Regions from separate parts of the Anas platyrhynchos genome. Here region 1 is linked to region 2. The links are chromatin contacts, called in public Hi-C maps. All regions are on one chromosome and are shown on one strand. Each heading gives the region's core, a stretch centred on a gene start, on an enhancer-like site or on the middle of the called end of the contact. The rest is flanking DNA. Distances are from core to core; before and after follow the strand shown.

What was found. A called contact is a pair of places that touch in the nucleus more often than the background predicts.
Region 1: a Hi-C map of skeletal muscle shows a contact between it and region 2, with 3 times the contacts expected there. The contact joins two enhancer-like sites. A contact is called at or near these places in 2 of 8 Hi-C or Micro-C datasets (liver and skeletal muscle).

The regions. Positions count from the first base shown.
Region 1 is chr22:4,025,437-4,029,057 of IASCAAS_PekinDuck_T2T, forward strand. No RefSeq gene overlaps it. Among named protein-coding and RNA genes, the nearest start is that of H6PD, 12 kb to the right of the region's middle. Within about 2 kb of position 1,810, at least 1 of the 8 cell types and tissues checked has an H3K27ac peak or open chromatin away from gene starts, as enhancers often do.
Region 2 is chr22:3,992,175-3,995,958 of IASCAAS_PekinDuck_T2T, forward strand. It overlaps GPR157 (G protein-coupled receptor 157), which reads right to left. Exons shown (of 9, transcript XM_072026989.1): 6 at 1,618-1,831. Among named protein-coding and RNA genes, the nearest start is that of SLC2A5, 7.9 kb to the left of the region's middle. Within about 2 kb of position 1,482, at least 4 of the 8 cell types and tissues checked have an H3K27ac peak or open chromatin away from gene starts, as enhancers often do.

The sequences.
Region 1 (3,621 bases), core at 560-3,059, 34 kb after region 2:
ACGGGCTTGGCCAACTCAATTGCTAAATGACTGCGAGGGGAGCAGAGGACAGGGGTTGGCTGTCACAGTGCTGGCAGCAGCATCTTTCAGTCCCGTCCCCCCCCCCCCCCCCTTCCCTGCAATGTCCTTCGCTGAAGAGTTTTCAGATAGGGCTTTTGCTGCAGTGCATCAAAGAGCGGGTGACTTGCCAGCAAACCACCAAGTGCTCCCTCCTCTCCGCTTCTCCCCCAGCTACCCAGGGCCCTGGAGCTGATATTGGGTAACTGGAGACTGACAGACTGCCTCGCCTGTCCATAGGACCGAGCCTCCGAGGAGGAGCTGGTCTCATTTGCACCACCCCTCCTTTAAACTCCTTTAAACCAGGTGTACACAAGGATCCTGCTCGGTTTTACCCTCGGCATGCCGTAACCTCATTTACGCAGCTTCTCTGCAGAGCACTTTTGCCCTGAGGGATGCTGATTTTACTGGCTCTGTAAGAAGGCCTCAGGCTAGGATCACGGCCTGAAATTCAGCCCCAGGTCCATCCCCTCAAGGCTGCAACCCGCTGTTCTAACTTACAAGCTCATCCACAACCCAGGTTAATCCAGGGAGAGGTCTCAGTGCCCAGCCTCCTCCTGCCCTCCAGCTCAAGGACATTTGTCCCAAGCCCCCCTTTGCCTGGAGCCACCCAAAGGTTGCTCTGAAGCACAGCGAGCAGCTCCAGACACTGCACGAAGGAGACACAGGCTCTTGCTGCATGCCCCGCTGCTGACAGCACTGCTGCAGTAGCACAGCAGTGACTTCTACCCAAAGAAGTGTGTTCAGCACTATGTGTAAAGTTGCAGTCGGGCATCCCCTGGGAGCAGGGATGTGTGAGGAAGCATTTCTGAGCCTGGCAGCTCCACACGAGCCAAAGCAGCACTTTGGGGATGACCCCAACCAGCAACTTTCCCCCTGTTCTGACAGTGACCTTCACAGCTGGAGATGTCTCTCCAGCTAATCCCCCCCGTTTAATCAAAGTGCATTTAATCAGCTGACTCCCCATCTTTTAAAAAAGGTATTGACAAGTTCTGACTGGTGCTAAATTACAATCCGTGTATTTTAGGCCTCAAATTTTTCACCAACAATTCAAGGTCAACAGCTCATTCAAGGCCAAATCCATGCTCCTCTTGAATATATTCTGCTGAATATATTCAACCAAGTTTTATGGGGCAGGGACCTTCCCCCCCGCCCCAGGATTCAACACAAACACTGCTGAGCCAAATGAAGGGCATCTTCAATAAGCACAACCTTTCTCAATTTTGATCTTTCAGACGAGAACAGAGTACTTTCTGTTCATCACACGTAAGCTTTTAAGATGAGGTAAGCTTTGCCCTCAGTTTATAAACAGTTACTTGCAGCAGAATATTGATGCAAATTCAAACCCATTTAGATTTGCCAAATTTCAGTTCTTGCTCACTCAGCAGCAGGGACTCTTCCTTCTCAAAAGATCAGTTGTCTGAAAAGCAGGGGAAAGGCACAAGGAGGGCAGCCGAATGGCAAGCCTGCTGCAGCTCTGATCTCGTAGCATAATTAGAAATTCTAAGGGTTTAGCTGGAAAAATTGCATCTTAAGGACATTTATGCCCAGGCACAGAAGTAGAGGGAAAAACCATTAAGATTCCTGGCACATGGGAATTCTTGTGTTCACATGTCAGATGGGGATGGGCAGAAAGCAATTTACAGCAGCTGGTAAGGCTTTTTAATACACTGGTGCATCACATTGCACAACGGAGACAGCCAACACTTCCCTCCGCCCCCTGCATTCCCCATCGCTCCGGGTTCTGCAGTGCAAGAGCCAACTGGATGAATCTGCAGAGGTTTTGCAAGCAGCAGCCTCTCTCCCTTGCCCCACTCCAAGCCTTTCAGGTCAGTGGGAAAATGGGCAGAAGTGCTAAGTGCTTGACACAGTTATTCGGGAAGGGCAAGTGCATCTCCCCTATTCCCCACCGAAACCAGCATTCCCAGTGGCTCTCCAGTTGGGGTCCAGCAGTGATTTTTAAATCCCCCTTTGTAAAATACAGCAGGCCCTTCCTCACAACACTTCTATTTCTTCGCTCCAATCCAGACCTCTTGGAAGGCAATAATTTATGGCAAGTTTGCTGCAGTGCCACACAATATCCGGGAAGTATATCATTAATTAGGGGGCCTGGGGGAAGAAGCGCACACAGCTTGGAAATAAGCAACATTTGCACTATACTACATTTGATTTGACTTCACGGCACCATCAAGAGCAAGAGTTAAACTGCAGACATTTCCAATTATTTAAAGGATGTGTGCTTTCTGCAGTGGGGCACCACTCAGAACCCATGACCTTCTCCTCCAAAAATACCTGCTGTCATTTGACTCAGTCTTTAACTATTGTGATACCAGCCACTGCAAACAGATAATGGGGGATTGGTATCCACAAGTAAACCACCGTTTAAGTCCCACTCATTAAGCATATAGTAGAGCAGAGCAATCTGATGCTCTGGTAGCAATGCTGGCCTTAACCACAAAGAATTTGGTACGACAGATCTTTATGCAAGCTCGTGAGCCCTAAGAGCAGGCACTGGGAATAATTTTCCTTACATTTTATAACGCCAGTACTTTCTTAAAACACTTTATGCTCCTATAAAGACACCATTAACAGTGGCAAATACCCCAGGCAGCCCAAAATGCTAAAACCCACTCCAGCCACAATATGGCAGTCAAAAACACAGAGTTGCTTTCCAGAAGAGAGACAGCATTGAAGGAGGAAATGAACCACAGCAGTCTTTCACTAGCTGCAGCTGAGTTTAGATTTCCAGAAGCACAATGTAGGTACCGAGTCAGGCTTTTCACTACACTGACTTGTTACAGTCATTCTTTTTAGGTATCTATCCTGTGCTATGCCTATAGCAACCCAGCATAAGTCTAGGGTGGTGCTCGAGGTGCTGTGAGCTCCAGCTAAGACTTACTGTTTGCTGAGGATCCCTCCCCAGGCAGGTAAAGCCTGGAGCAGCATAGGATGTAGTAGGGCAGAGCATCAAGCACACCCCCCTTCCTTTCCCCTCCTCTTGGTTCACCTTTTGCAACTTCTCCTCCCACTGCTCAGCACTGAAGGGTTTTTGCTCTTACCTTGCTTTTGGCTGTACGCAATCAGTTACACTTCACCTGAATAGAAGCCCCAGTAGGATGGCACTTCAGAACAGGGACTCCTACTTGAAAGGCACAAGCCTCAATTTGGCTCATTTTTGTCCTCTATGATCATTATTCTCTATATCTGGTACAGTCATCGTGCTAAGTTTGCAAGGAATCAATGCAAGGCCTTCCAATAGGCTCTCATACTGACTTCCAAAAAGCCAAATTCCAGAAAATTTAGCTGCGTGTCTACAGTTCTCATGCTTTTGTCACTTGTACCAACTCCAGTGAAGCCTGTTCTCCTGTTCAATTCCAGAGCACTTCACTGTTTTTTAAGTAGCAGTTTTAAAGGCAGAGAATGATCTGATTTTATGACAGATGCCCTCTCAGTACCCACATTTCAGAACACCCCATCACTCCTTATCCCTTGGCAATTTACACCAAGCCTGGTGTTAGCTCAGTTATTTTGATTTTGGTCTCATTCTACCAATTTGAGTGGTCC
Region 2 (3,784 bases), core at 232-2,731:
GTCAGACAAACAAATCAGTGCTGCAGGAACCTGCTCTCCTGGTGCCTGGTTGGGCAATTTTACAGATCCAGCAGTCCCTGTGCAGGACCTGGTGCTTGATTTCTGACCATACACTGTTAGCAACGGTCTTCCATAGGTTTAAAAAGCCAGCAAGCCTCTCTAACATTACAGGTAGTAAAATGTTTCTGGGATCTATGCCCTGGATAAGGGCAGTTGGAGGTACAAGGCCCTGAGATCTTTCCATGCTGGAAGCTGCTGGATGGATGCAGCATCCCGGATGGGGGAGACCAGGGCACCACAACCCATGGAGCACCTGTGGGGACACATGATCATGAATACCAGCATGGCAATGCAGGTGAAGAGATTAAGTCTCAGGACAGCTCACCTGCTGAAGACTATTTCTCCTGCCACCAGGGCTACCGAGCACGCACGGCTTTCATGCAGCATTCTCCTGGGCTCCAGTAATCCCAGGTGTGACTCCTCAGCTCTCATTCAGAAAGATTCATATGCCCACTACATGCCTCCCCCACAGCAGATACTTCCACAATCTGAAACCATGCCAGAACCAACCCTGCAAAACCCAAAAGTCCAGCCCAAACCCAGCCTTGGCCGGCTGTTGCTCTTCCTTGGAAGTGTGAAGCTCCTAGAGGAGGGCTTCTCCAGCCCAGCAAGCCCCATGTGCTGCTGCTCCGACCCCGCTCCGAGCATCAAGTGGCTCTCAGCAGGACGGGAGAACAGAGCAGCCACGTGTCCCTGGCAGAGCAGCAGGGGGATCAGCTTTCCAGGCAGTCACGTTGCTGTCTTCAACAGCTGCTGGAACATTGAGTCCTGTCTGCCTTGTGTCTGTAGCGGTGACAGGCACGAGCAAAGCCTTCCCAGCTTCCCTTCCCTGGATCCCTTGGGACCAGCACGGACTGTGCTGTCCTGCCAGCTTGCCTGGGGAATCCTGCCCTCACCAGAGTTGTGTTTATCCATGACTACTGCCATAGCTTCACCACAGCAAGCAGGTGTGCACGGCAACACATTCCAGAAGGACATTTCTCTGGATTTCTTTTTCTAATGCAACTAATTAGGTGTTGTTCTTTCCGCCAATGTCATCATTTAGATTTCATTTCTATTATGCAAGTATTGTCCAATACGTCTGGATTCTTTGTGCTCACAATAAACAGCAGCAAAGAACCCTCTGAGGCCTGCAAGTACAAATAGGGACTCAGAAGCAAGCTGTCATTAGCAATCCTAAAATGACTGTGGTTAGGTAAGTCAGTCCAGAGGCCAAATTCAGGCTTGGTACAAGTGGAAATGTATGGATGACTGATAAAAGCTGAATTTTGTCCTTCACACATTGTCTCAATTCCTACTGCAGGACTCACATTTCATCTCGTAACCCCTTAAGTTTTCAAGAGGCTTTTACATTCTTCTGGTGCTAAGTCATTGTGCAATGATGCTACGGGCTGCTGACTCAGCAGGACTGCTTCTCCCAGCAGTTGGACATATTTCAGCAGTTTATGAAGCAATTCCTGCCTGTGTAGCTGCTAATACACAGCGAAATCTTCAGAGTGGGAGGATACAATCCCACAGCAAGCCTGTAATGTGATCTGAAAGCAGCAAAGTACTCACCGCTCTGTTAATGTGCTTCTTGATGAGGATGTAGAGCACTGGCAAAGTCACATAGGCCAGGATCTCCCAAACTTTCCCCGTTAGCAGCATCCACAAGACCCGATCCTCTGCATCGAAGTTGACCCAGCACCAGCCCACAGAAACATTGGAGGCATCGTAGCCAATCTTCTTCAGAGCAACAGCCGCAACCGTAATGCAAAGGGGGACGCCCCAGCTGAGGAAAGAACAAGAGCAGCAAGGTTAAGCTAAGAACACACTCAGTTTAGTCCCCTTAATACCCTGGGAGAAATGGGTGACAGACGAAGGGATCTTTCATCGCACAGGATGCCAATTCCTCCTGCAGGATGCCAGCACTCCTGCACCAGGCCTAAGGGATGTGGCTGTGACAGGCACCCGGTGGGGAACACAAACCCACACAGTCCCTGCTTCAATTCCCTGGGATCCACTCTAAGAACCTGGGATCTCAGTCCTGGAGGACACACAAAGAATGGACAGGTGATGATGTGCCAACCTGAGCACCAGAAATGAGACCTGGCCTGCATACCTAGCAGGTGAGGTCCAGGATTTGGCAGGTCACAGCACAGTACAACGTGCCCATCCTGCAGGAGCCAGCCATTCGAGAACAAGCTGGCACATTCATGGCTTTCAAAACACAAGCAACCAAACCCCACACTGATTCCTACGTGACGCTTTGCACAGGTGACACAAAGAAATCCACGATTTCATTGCATCATTTGTGTCTTTGTAGTTGATGGTGGTGCTAGTAGTAGTGGTGGGGTTATTTGGATGTTTTGATGGAGGTGTAGTCAATATTTTGGGAGCAAGAATCATTTCTGAAGGACCAAGGGAAAGTTTTTTCCCAAAGAAAAGCACTGGTGGTAACAGCATTAAAGCTGGGGAAGCAAACAGGAGCCAGTTTCACATCATTTGGAGCTGTGTTTTGACGTCAGCTTCTGTCCTGCCAGAGGAGGCAGATATAGGGAAGCACCTAGCAGAAAAATAACTGCGGTGACACACAGGGACTAAGTCACTCAGCAGCTCGGGCTGCCCACAAAAAGCCGTGAGCAAGAATCAAAAGATTCCCCCAGCCCAGATGTAAAAACACCCAGCCCCTTCCCGTCAGCTGTGAATACCCAGGACTTCACAGAGCTGCCCCGGCCCACGATGTCCAGCTCACACATCACCCCGTGGCTGAAACACTGGAGCTAAATCACATCACCTGCCCTTCCCACATTCACCCTCAGAAAACATTTCTGAGGAAGCTTACGAGGGACGGTTCCTCAAAAAATGCCAGATGCCTCAGAGAGCTGAGATTGAGCTTTCAGCATGAACACCCTGCTCTCTGCAGACGCAAAGAAAAAGCCAGTGCTGTACTGGTCTCACCATCATCCTGGTTCATACTTGTATTGCTGGTGGCCTGGAGGAGCTACAGAGAACATGGACAGGATCATGCTCCTAACATCACCTATACACACACAAAACAAATGTAAATAGAAAGGTATAAGATATTCGGAGTCAATTGGTGGTGGTGTTTAAGGACAGCTCTGCTGCAGGGAATCCTCCTTGTGTTGTTATCAGAGCCTCCTGAACACACACCAGGCACCAACACCACCATGAAAATTCCCTCTACACCTCTCAAAACCTTCTCATTCTGGTAAAAATGGTGAAGTGGCCCAAGAACGAGGACTCTAGGCTCAGAGGTTCACATTTCAATATCTGGCAGAACTGACCACTGAGGTACGGATAAGCACTCAAGAGAACTGGCCCTTCCTTAAAGAAACCATATTAAAGGACATAAGCACAAATGAATCCAGCACCAGGACAAAGGAAATGTATTAAGAAACTAATTTGCCTAAATAATGATCTCCACAGTGACCTGAAACTGAAAGAGAATGATATGAGGAGATCAAACTGGGTCAAATTGCTAGTTATAAATATAAAAGAACAGTGTGAGGACATACACATAAGGAGAGGCTACAGTATGAAGTAACAGCTCACTAGCAAGGGACCGAAAAAAAGAAGTCTTCAAGTACCTAACCAATAAAAGAAAGATTGGGGAAAAAAACTGCCACGCATCAGGAGCCTAATTTAAGCTTCAGTTTTCACAGAAAGAGTGCATTGCGATCAGAAGGTTATCACAACTAACATTAAGCACAAAGGATCACAA